Regions from separate parts of the Oryctolagus cuniculus genome. Here region 2 is linked to region 1. Evidence: chromatin contacts called from public Hi-C data. All regions are on one chromosome and are shown on one strand. Each heading gives the region's core, a stretch centred on a gene start, on an enhancer-like site or on the middle of the called end of the contact. The rest is flanking DNA. Distances are from core to core; before and after follow the strand shown.

What was found. A called contact is a pair of places that touch in the nucleus more often than the background predicts.
Region 2: a Hi-C map of an unstated tissue shows a contact between it and region 1, with 2.0 times the contacts expected there. The contact joins the promoter of CRIM1 here to the enhancer-like site in region 1. A contact is called at or near these places in 2 of 6 Hi-C or Micro-C datasets (ear pinna and an unstated tissue).

What each region holds. Positions count from the first base shown.
Region 1 is chr2:166,341,392-166,347,254 of mOryCun1.1, forward strand. CRIM1 (cysteine rich transmembrane BMP regulator 1) reads right to left here. Exons shown (of 17, transcript XM_051842985.2): 5 at 279-400. Among named protein-coding and RNA genes, the nearest start is that of CRIM1, 110 kb to the right of the region's middle. Within about 2 kb of position 3,165, at least 1 of the 8 cell types and tissues checked has an H3K27ac peak or open chromatin away from gene starts, as enhancers often do.
Region 2 is chr2:166,455,088-166,460,950 of mOryCun1.1, forward strand. CRIM1 (cysteine rich transmembrane BMP regulator 1) reads right to left here and starts at 3,468. Exons shown (of 17, transcript XM_051842985.2): 1 at 2,943-3,468. The coding sequence starts at 3,273.

The DNA.
Region 1 (5,863 bases), core at 1,915-4,414:
TTTCCTGAAAGCTCCAAGCTCCTGAGATTCTGAAACCCAGGAGAGTATGACTGCTACATGCAATCTGCTATTACATTTGCAAAACTCTCTTTCTGATAGATGGAGCAGCGTTCCCATGCTAACTTCCTTGACTGCACGGCAGGATCTCAAACGACTTCCAGCAAGTCTCTGAGCTTATTCCCTGCTTCGTAAAAGGCAGAACCTGCTATTGTGAGCCCTCCCTCCACCTCCTCCTACACAAATGTACACTGGCTGAGAACAAGAGAAACCCCACGTACCATTAACACATTCAAAGACATCACAGCACTTTCCAGGTGTCCCATCTCCACGAGAGACTATGCGGGGAGTGGATCCCACCTCACACACGGGGAAACCACATAAGCCAGAGAGACACTCGCATCTGAAACCAAAGAAAAGGGAAGGAAAACCCCATGAATAAACAACAACATAGAAGTTGGGAGACCACAAACAAAGCGGCAGTGGCTGTGGCAGAGCACACGGTCCACAGGCCCCTGCCTCGTGTGTCTGGTGGGATGGACAGCGGGTCCCTAACATACGTTGCTCTTGAAATAACTGAGGTTCACATTCTTTAGATGCATCCCACTTTTTTAATGTGAATCATTGTAACAGAAATATTTCTAAAATGCATTACCTCCTTTCTCGGTTAACCAGACAGGCACTGTGCATAGCCAGCATTTTCAGTCCATCTCTACATGCATGGTACGGACGTGTGGGAGTCACGAGGCTCACCGGGGCTAACACGGCAAGTGCTCCTGTGCTAAGCAGCCCAGTGTTCTTGCTTTGTGGCTACTGATGTGTGGTGTTTCCCAGGGATGTTCTGATTCTTCTTTTAAGGTTTAAATTATTAGCTTTTCAATCTTATTGGTGGGGTTTTCTCTGGGAGCACCTTCAACTTGGGCAACAATTAATTAATAATTGTGTCCACGGGAAAAAGAAGACTGAGAAACTCTATAAATAGGGGACATGATATGGTAACTGGACTTCCTGCCGGCTATCCTGGAAACTCAAAGCCTTAGTTTATTGGACCTTGTAAGCTGTAATATGTGCCTTAAACTCTACCTGCATGAATGAAGTGGCCAACGAACTGCCGGCCGGCTGTACTGGCTCTTGCTCTAGCACAGAAACCTGGTGAATATGGGAAGGTAAAATAAGAGACCAAATTTCTGTATCTACTAAAATGAAATAGGCAGGAAATGAGAAGCTCGGGGCAGTGGAGTGTCAGCATAAAAATGTAATACAAGGAAGCAGCAGCTAGCGTCCATCCTGAGACTCCCCTGGGGATAGAAGTATGGGTCAGAGAGCACAGAGGATGGTGAGGGGGGAATTCTCAGGTTGACAGGAGTACAAGGAAGACATCCTAAAAAGAGACATCCTGGCAGGAAGTGTGTGGGTATTTATGTACAGTAGGGGTCAAGATCAGGGGAGGCAACATTCCCAGCAGGGAAGAGCTATTAACATATTCATTAACTCTGGTTTTGTGCTCCTCCTCACTTCGGTGTTGGCTTGTTTGCCTATTGTTTCTTTGGACCTTTGATAACTTAAGCTTGTAGACCAGATGCCTCAATAATCAGAGTTAAGTGTGGAAGTAGGAAGGAAATGAATTTAGGTTAAAATTTGCATGATTGACCACGAAAGCAGCAGGAATGGTATGAATGATTCCCTACCCCTACAGGTCTTTTCAGGGTTCTTCTATGTCAAGGGTGCGGGTGTAATTTTTTTTTTTTTTAGATTTTTGGGAGAAAAGGGTATTAGGTAACTAAAGTTTTCCTCAATAGTATTTCTGTCTATGGTTTAAAATAAATGTCTGCCTGTTTTATGCAAGTTGAGCTGGAAGCTTTCAATGAATGCTCTGTTTCCTGCAGGACAGTCACCTTCAAGGTCTGGGTAAATGTGAGCTGGGCTTTCTGTGCACAGTAAGTTACCCCTTTAAGGCACATGTGTGTAGCCACTGCAGTCTGCGACATATCATCATACTGCTGTGATGGGACAGGAACATCATACTGTTGACATTTATTGCACTTGACACACTGTACCACCTAAACTCTTGAGAGAATATAGATGAATAAGGCTACGGTATTGGGAGCCACACCCTGATCCCAGGCTCTGGGTGTGATTACAATGAAAGGATCCCCCAAGAACAGATGACCTTTTTGCGTACATCTTCTAGGGTTCACATTCTGGCCTCGTGATGCGTTTCAGGGAATTGCTCTAATTTGAACACCAAAGAACATACCATCAACCAAAAAATACTTCTTCGGGTGTTGTCCTTCAACACTTCAGCAACCTTCACTGAACATGTGTGTGCATGGAGGTGCTCAGCTTTCTGCTAGGCTGTTAAAAATCATACTACACTGAAGGCTATGAATAAGTCAAAGACACCTTCTTTTTCCCTCCTATGTTTGACCTATTTCCCAACATCTACATATATCTAAACATCTACATGTATCTATTGCTTAAGAGGCTATAGAGGTTGTGCTCAGCACCTTGCACATTTAAAACTGTACACTACTGTCTGCTAACCCACTTAGGAAAGGAAAACTCTTTATGCAGAATTTTTACATCTAAACACAGCATGACTGCATAGTAGAGACCCAAGGATCCAGGCACCCTGAGTTCTGCTAGCTGGTACTCCTGGATCCATACCCTTATCTACTTCTCTCTCAAAAGTCCTCTGTGCCTGTTGCTATCTTGATTTCTCACAGCTTCCTCTGAAGCTGAAATTAGCACCTTCCTGAAGGAAGAATGAAGGAACCACAAAAGGTGAAAATCTGGGCTCAAGCCAGGTATCTGTCAGGCAGCTCTCTACCAGGTTGAGGCTTCATGAAACTGCCACAGGTCAGAAACAGACACACAGCGATCCCATAGAGTTCAACTTAATACAACTCAAATGCAGGTGTCTTCTGACAGATATGTCTACCTTCATTCTGCCAGGTAACAAAAGGAGACTCTGACAAGACCCAGGAAATCTACTATTATCTACAAACTCCGTGAGTCCAATGTAGTTACACAAAAATTCTTTCACAAGATTATTCTAGATTCTCTGGATTTTTTCCCTTTTACAAGTGGCAGTAGTGAGGCATACAGATTCATCAACTGACCTGAAATTAAATGGAGTTTCCTGTTTGCTGTGTTTTCTACTAGGAGAGATTAGATTCTCTTCGACTGAGTCATGAAGAGGAAATGCTGAGTTACAGGGCAACTGAAGCATGCAAACTGTGCCTTGTCCTCACCACCTTTCTCTGCATTTTTATTCACCCTCACAATCTTTTACCCCAGTCCCCAGATGAGGAGCAAGCAAGGGAAGGGAGAAAATGTGGGTTAGGAGCACAGAAGATAGAGGACCGGGAGAGAGATGCTCCAGCAAGTTGGTGTCACCACTTACCCCGCGCTTCTGAGCCCCCCTCCCCAATTTCCAGCTCGGATCTGGTCCCCTTTTACCTAACCCATGCCACAGTCATCAGAAAGCTCAGGTCCTTGACTCCCTCCCACAGTCAAAGCTCTTCAATGACTCATTTCTCAATGTCTCCACCAGGCATGAACACCCTGAAGCCCACCAATCCTTTTCCCAGGCCTCTCTCCCAAGGTTCCCCTTCATTTCCTGATGCTGCAGCCACACTGGATTCTGCAGGCCAGCCCTCACTGCTGTGTCTGCACTGCTTGCCCTACTGGCTCCAGAACACTCCCATCCAGCCCTCTGGTCCGCCCTCTGGTCCGCTGTCTTCCCAGATAATCACTCCTCAGAGATCACACCTCTTCCTCTGAGCCCCTGAACACCATGCTTCCTGTCTCCTGTGACTCTACGCTGTGGGAAGCACTCATACCACAGCTCTTTCTGTACATGCACCATCATTGTATTTTTAAAATGGAACAAGAATAGGAGATGAAGAAAAGAAGACTAAAATTAACAAAAGCACAAAAGAAAGAGAGAAGTAGAATGCTCAGATTTATATACAGTGAACTCCAAAAGGCACTCTGAGAAGAAGTGCTAAGAGGTTTAAAAAACAAAACAGCTTAAGAAAAAAAAAAAAAAAACCAAACAGCTTTATTGAGATATATGCCGCATGCCCTAACATTCAACCTGTTAAACTGTACAATTGAGTGGTTTTTTTTTTTTTTTTTTTACAGAGTTGTGCAACAGTTACTGGTACCTCATCATCTCAAAATGAAACACTGCAACCCCCTCCCCCAGCTCCTGGCAACCACTAATTTAGGTTCTGTCTCAATGGACTTGCCCATTCTGGATAATTCATATAAATGGGATCATATAATATGTAAGCTAAGGGCTTTTTAACTTCAAACAAGAAGCAACCTGTATTTGCAATTTGCCAGAAAAAATGCAAGCCTCTAATGTTATCCTCAGTATTAAGATAATGATCAATCAAAGCACCCCATTAATAAATTTTTGCATAATGTAATCACAGCTGCAGCCAGGTGGGACTTAGTTAAGCTTTTTATTGTCCCCCCCCCCCCCCCCCCTTGAGAAGGTAATGGATTCAGCTTAGTGGGCATCTGAGTGCAAGGCTGAACAGCTCTCAGAAATCTTCTAAACCCCTAGAGGGCACTCACCTTCTTGGGAACCCAGGCTGACTGGTTCAGCTGGCTGAAGGGCAGGGAATGCTTACTTTTTTCCTTCAGGTCCTTTGCTTCTTGGACTATACAGACAAGGCAGGCCATAAGGTCAAAGTCCTAGCTCCTGTGCACAGCTTACAAAGTGCTCATAAACCTGGCCTCTCCCTGTCTTACAGTTCCCATGTGCCACAGCCCGCAAGTTAGCAACAGCAGGGATCTGTCATTTACTGAATCCCCAACCCCGGCTCTATCACTCCTGTGCCCACCCAGCTTCAAATCTCCTTTGTCCCTAGCAAATTCCCCACAGCTCTTAAGGCCACTCACCCTATAAGGCCTTTCCAGGATTAATTTTCTCTCCTCTCACCTCCAAAACCAGACAAGGGGACATAACTCCTGAAGTATACCTGCTAATAATACAAAATCAATACCATACTGTTTCTCCAGTGAATTCCTCTAGGATAGGAGCATGTCTTATAATGAATGAAATGATTGATAAACTCAACTGAACAATAATATGGAAAAACACTTTTCCTCACAACTAATAAGTCAGAGGTTACAGCATGCATTGGTTTTACATATTTATAAATTTTAGATTGAGAGATCATAGGTGCAGTGTTTTTCAATATTAGTATGTGGAAGGAAAGCCTATAGAATTTGTTGAAAATGCAGATTCTGGGTACCATGCCGGGGAGTGTTTTTTGCAAGTCTGGGTGGACTGCAGGATCAGCCTGTGTAATCAGCTTTCTGGAAGATTTCACTGAGAGCAATCTGGGACCCACTTTGAGAACTTCCTACCTATGTCCAGGACCTGGGTTCCCATAGTTTAATTTGTACTTTCTGCCAGGAAAAAAAAAAAAAGTACAAATAGGGTGTTTTTTTTTTTTTTTTTTTTTTTGCCAGGCAGAGTGGACAGTGAGAGAGAGAGAGACGTCTTCCTTTTCCGTTGGTTCACCCCACAATGGCCTGCAGCCGGCGCACCGCGCTGATCCGAAGGCAGGAGCCAGGTGCTTCTCCTGGTCTCCCATGCGGGTGCCGGGCTCAAGCACTTGAGCCATCCTCCACTGCACTCCCGGGCCATAGCAGAGAGCTGGACTGGAAGAGTAGCAACCAGGACAGAATCCGGTGCCCCAGACCGGGGTTAGAACCCAGTGTGCCAGCGCCGCAGGTGGAGGATTAGCCTATTGAGCTGCGGCGCTGGCCACAAATAGCTTTAACATTTAACGAGAATGATGACTACTAGTACTGCTCTCAATTATTTACAAAGACTCCCTTC
Region 2 (5,863 bases), core at 2,218-4,717, 110 kb after region 1:
AAATCCAAAGGAGCATCTCACATGATTCACTAAGACATCACATAATTTAATCTTTCAGAAAATACTTTTTCTTTCTTTGAATAGCACTGTTCATCCATTTATTCAATGCACTTCCAGTGAGGTCCCACTATGGGTCAGTATGCCTTAAAACCCAAGGCAAGGAACCTCAAGATGAAATGGGTCCATGTCTCCTCGTGACTGATCTGACTCATTTTAGGAGCTGCAGTTAAAAACATGATTTTTCTCCACACAAAGACAGGATGGCAGTAAAACACATAAAAATCACTGCAAGTTGGCAAACAGCAATTCAAGTTGTACTTAAGTTATGTCATTGAAAGCAAGTAGATTAGTCATGAGAACATTTCTATACCATGCACTAAGCTTTCTCAGTGTAGCCTCATGAAGTTTTCCAAAGAGCTTTCATTAACAGATACAACCAGTAGGGGTCATTTTAGTGCAAAAATTGCAGCAAAAGAGACTTTAACACGAATAAAATATTATATTCCTATTTGTTAATTATGAAAATCATGTCCCAATGTGTGAATTTCTGCATAAAAATGAAAACTGAAAGAAACACTGGTCATTGAAATATTTCTTGAAAGTAAAATGAACCAAAGGAGAAAATACCTTCTAGATAATTATCAACATGTAAAGATTCCTCTAATTCTTACAGAGAAAGGGTTATTCATTCATCTTATGCTTTTTACAAATCATGTAGTAAAGGGAAGAGGATATATGCAATTCTAGACACAAGATTGAAAATAACCTGTCTGAATCCAACCATTGTATCATGCCAGTTTAACACTGTTCTTCTTTTGTTTCATGGATGTAGAATGCAACTTGACTGCTGCTTTTGGAATTCTTTTTTAAAAGTGCCTAGCGCTCAGGATTGCGGTGGCTGGATACAGGCCTGCTAAATGCAAAGTGCTTCTAGAGAACACTAATTGAGATATAGTCACGTTGACAAACACTCCCAAGTATGTTCAAGGATAATACCAGTTGCACAGGGTGTTACCAGAAGAAAGGAAGCTAGGAGGGATCGCATCATTTCAGAGGAATGAACGGCTCACCAGCAAGCTGCCAAAATAACTCCATAGTGTGACACGGCATGCGGCTGCCAAAACACTTGATGACCGAAAATGTTCCCTGAGCAGTTCCTTCACCACAAACATACTAAGAAGCCACAAAACAAGGAGCAGAATATTTTCAACCTCCAAAGTCCTTCTCAGAGCACAGCAGTCTCCGATGCATGTTCTTGTTAATTTAGGGGAAGCCAGATCAGATCAGATACTCGAGGTGGCAGGGTTCAAAGATGCACCTTTCAGTCTAAGTCATTCAAAATCCCCAAACACATGAAACCGGATCAGAACTCTGTCTGATGGCCGTTTTTCCTGAGTCAGAAATAATAACGTATTGCAAAATGGGATTTCATACCAGGTGGGAGGCTTTCCTAATCCAGGCAACCAAACCCTTTAACTCTTCTAAGCCAATGTCCTAAGTGCACAGCACAGCCCGGTCCCTCCCCTGGGACCAGAGATCCCTAAGACTGCCCAGTAGCTTCCAAACCAGAAAGCCTCTCGATTCAACAGAATGGTGCAAACCTTAAGGACACAGGTATAAATAAGTACGTGTACTTAAAAAGAACCACAGCCTTGAAGCCTTTTAATAGATACATTTTTTTAAAAAATTCTCCAGGCTGTCACCCCCTTTCTCTGTATCCCAGCACAGTAAACACACACACATACACATGCGGATGCTCCAGAATAAGCCCCTCCCTGGCCTCTGAGGTGTGGCTCCAAGTAGTACAGAAGACACACTAGGCAGAGGGCGCCTGTCCCTGCTCCAAGCTCCCCCAGAAATAAGACTGCTGCGCTCTGCTCACTCGCCAGGATGGCCCGCAATGGCATCGTGCGCCCGAGCAGGGAACCCACTTTTAACTGGTGCTCACCGAGTCCTGCTCAGGCGCTCGACAAAAAGAGCTCAGCGCTTCTCTCTAGACCTCAACCAGACCAGGCACCGTGAGGCCGAGGGTGGCGGACAGGGATGTCAGCGACTCGCACCAACACTGGGTACCCAACGAGGCGGCTCCACTCATCTAAACGCTTTCTCCCTCCGGCAGTCTGGCCATCGCGGTGCACAGTGCGCCCTGGAGAAAAGCCATCAGGGCCAATCCGCTGTCAAACAAAAAGAAGGGACCGGCAACAAGACTGGAGACACGCGGCCATCTGATCTTAAAACAGCAGCCCCTGACAGCGAGCAACAACTTTGCACCGCCAGGTGCAGCCCCCACCTCTTTCCTTTCTGGAGAGAAAGCCTTTGACCGTTTTCCATAGGCAAATAAATGAGTAACCACCGTTTGCAACTTCCCCTAGGCTGACATATTCCTGAGCTGAAACTGATTTATCTGCGGAGGAGGAGGAAGGGGGTGAAGGAAGAGCGCGAGGGAAAAAAAAAAATAATAAAGAGTCGCACGGGAGTGGGAGCTGGAGGCACGTCTCCTCGGACGACAGAACACGGACTTTTCAGGGCCGGTGCGCAGCGCACCGGCCACACTGCGCCAGTGCGGGCAGGGGGCGGGGGCGGACGCCCCGGAGGCTCGCGCGCGCGGCCTCCGCAGTGCCCCGCCCGCGGCGTCCCCGCCTCGAGTGGCCACACGTGTGTGTGTGGGTGGGTGGGTGCGCGCGGGGGTGGTGGTGGGGGGCTCGGACACCTTCCACTCGCCCGCCCCCACCCAAGCAGCCCAACCTCGCGCGCGTGGCTGGCTAAGTACCCGGGGAGCGGGAACCGAGCGACGCAGGGGCTCGCGCCCGGGGGTGGCGGCCGCCTCTCCTCCTGCGGAGCCCTCGCTCCTCGGGAAAGTCTCGGCCAAACTTTGTTGGGCGCAGCCAGCGCCGAAGGAGGGCGGGGGTGGGTGGGTGGGGGGTGGCGGCGGGCAGCCGTACCTTCGCAGACGCCTACTTCGTACTCGGTGATGGAGTCGCCATTGAGCGGGGGGCGGATGACACAGCGCAGCCCCCGGTCGCAGGCTCCGTGGAGCCCGTAGGCGCCGCCGCAGCTCTCGTTCCTCTGGCGGGCGCACATGTAGCAGCAGCCGCAGACGCCCTGCACGATGCTCCCGGGGCAGCTCCTGGGCTCCTCGCACTTGGACTCGTCGCAGGGCAGGCAGACCAGCGCCCGGGTGCCGGAGCGCGCCAGCAGCAGTAGCAGCCCCAGCAGCGAGACCAGGAGGTGCCCGCAGCCGGCCAGCCCCCTGCGCCCCGCCACCAAGTACATCCTCCTGCGCCGCCGCCGCCGCCTCCTCGCAGCCGGGCCGAGAGCCGGGCGGGCGCCCTCCCCTTCGCGGGGCACACGCGCCGCAGCCGCCGCTCCCGCAGCCCGCGGTCCTCGCCGCCCCCCTCTGGGCCCCCGGGGCGCGCCTCCCCTCGCGGGGCGAGGCCCGCGCCCCCACTGCGGGCCGCGCCGACCCCGAGCCCACTAGCGTTGGCGCCAGCGGCAGCGGTGGCTTCCCCTCCTCCTTCTCCTCCTCCTCCTCCTCCTCCCGGGAGGGAGGGGGAATAAAGAAAAAAAGTTTCCTCCCGGCAGCTCCGGTTCAACCCAAACTTCTGGCGGCGGCGGCGGCGGCGGCTGCGCTCGGCTCCAGCCCGGGCTGGCGGCGCCCACTCCTCCTCCTCCTCCCAGTCGGCCGGCCCCGCGGCGGCGCAGCCTGCGGGCCGGTCCGCGCCTCCCGAGCCTCTGAGTGGGCGCGGTGGCGCAGCACAAGGTCCGCGGCGTCCGCTCCGCGAGCCCCGCTCGCCTCACTCCTGCGCGGCTCCTCCGGGCGCTTGTTTATGGCTCGAGCCTCCGCCGCTCGGGCTGCGCCCTCCCCCTCCTACCTCATCCCCAGCCCGCGCCCCCCCCGCACCGCGCGCCGCTCATTGGCTGCCCCCCCACCCCTCCCGGCCCGGCCGGCCCCCTCCCCTCCCCCCTCCCTCCCTCCCTGGCGGCTGGGCCCTTCCTCCCTCACACGCCTCCTCCTCCTCCCCCGCCTCCGTCTTCCTCCCGGAGCCGGCCGCACCGAGCCGGCCCCACGGCCGAGTCGCCGTTCGGGCTCGGTGGCTCGGGGCGCACCCAGCGAGCGGCGACAACCGCGGCGTCGCGAGCGCCCCTGGCACGGTGGCCGCCGCGGCCGGCCCGGGAGCCGGGAGTGCTCGGCGCCGGCACCTCCCGGGGCCAGTTGTTCTGAGTTCGGAGAGCGGCGCTCCACTCCCCGAAGCTCGGAGCCCGGGCAGTAGCTGCAGCCGGACCTCGGGATAGGGGAGCGAAGGCTTGGAAGCTCCGCGAACTGGATGAGAATCCATCTTCCACTCGAGCTGGGCAGAGACTTTGTAAAAGATATTATGTAATGGAGTCTCGGGAGCTGGAGTCCCCGGCAGAGCCGCGGGTGCTCCGAGTGCTTAACGGGGTCTGGGCGGCTGCTCCGCGGGGGGCCGCGAGCAGGCGCGGGGCAGGGCTGCAGCTTGGGGTCAACTGTGAGTGCCCCCCCGCCTGTGCGTTTTGTGGCTCTGCCTTCTGCGCCGAGCTGCCGTATTGTGGGAGCGGGGGAGTGGAGAGCCACAGAGCCCAGTCTTTTCTCCCGGGAGGGAGGCCCAGTACCGGCTTCCTACAAGTCTTGACGCGACTAGACCCGCAGACCTCACGCGTCATTCGTGTCATCTGACATTGACGCTTTCTTAGGCTCGTGGACCCAGGTGCTGGGCGTTCTTTCCTTCTTTCCCGTGGGTTGTGGATCTGTTCGTAACGAGGATGTGCCGTAAGCACTCTTTGTGATAAGCCGCGTCGAGAAGCAACGACGTGTTGCGCAACGTGGAGATGGCTTTTCTTCTGAGGCCATCAGGAACGCCGTCCACGATGATGGCCCTGACCGCTGAGTGGGTGTGAGGCAGTCCGTGATCCGGCCCGCCATTCACAAGACGCATGGATACCAGGGTCAATGAAATTAGTGAACTCACAAAACGTGAGTTATATCAGCGTGAAAAGATACCCGATCCTGTGGCAGGTGTGGCATCTGATCTAAGATGGTCTTGGCAGGTGGCAGCCACTTGGATCCTGAAAATCGTGACTAAGAACCCAAAGTCAATGTATGTGGCACTGTAAGGAGAAAGGGAATAAAGATACCTTTGAAAGTGCCTTTGTTGGACGAATTTGTACTTACGGTAATTCCGGACCCAAGAAGTCAGTTACTAGGAGAATACCCTTAGTCACATTTCTCCAGTCATGTTGCTTTGTCCTGAGGATGGAAAGTATTTTTAATTATCACCGGGAATTAGAGGGTTATGGGGAAGATGTTCAGCAGTGGGAAGGGGCAGGCGCACTCCACTGCCTAAAGGGATTAAAAGAGCTGATGCGATGTTCCCAGGGTTGTTGTATAGGCAATTCCTGCAGTTGTGTAGGAAGTCAGGCTATGATCTCCAAAGGACCTCATACCCTATAGTTCCATGAGTATTAAGTCATAAAGTCATTTAAAACTGGCTAGGTTTTCTAATAGCAAAACTGAAGAAAATAAAGCACACCACTCTGTTAAATATTGTTACTGGTAACCCAAGAAGCCACCAGCACACTTCACCATGGGTTGTGCCTACAAACTGTTGTCATCACACTTTTTTTTTAAAGACCCTTTTCACTCTTTTGGATGCCATTATCTGTATTTCTGTGCAAATGCAAGTATTAAGACATTAAAAGGTAGCAGATAACATTGTAGGACCAAATAGGAAAAGCCAAGGTCAAGTGGTAGAAAAAAGAAGTGAGAAAGCCACTGTAGTTTGGAAAAAAAAGGGGGGGGGTAGGAGGGCTATCCTTTGCTTTAAAAACATACTTATTTATTTGA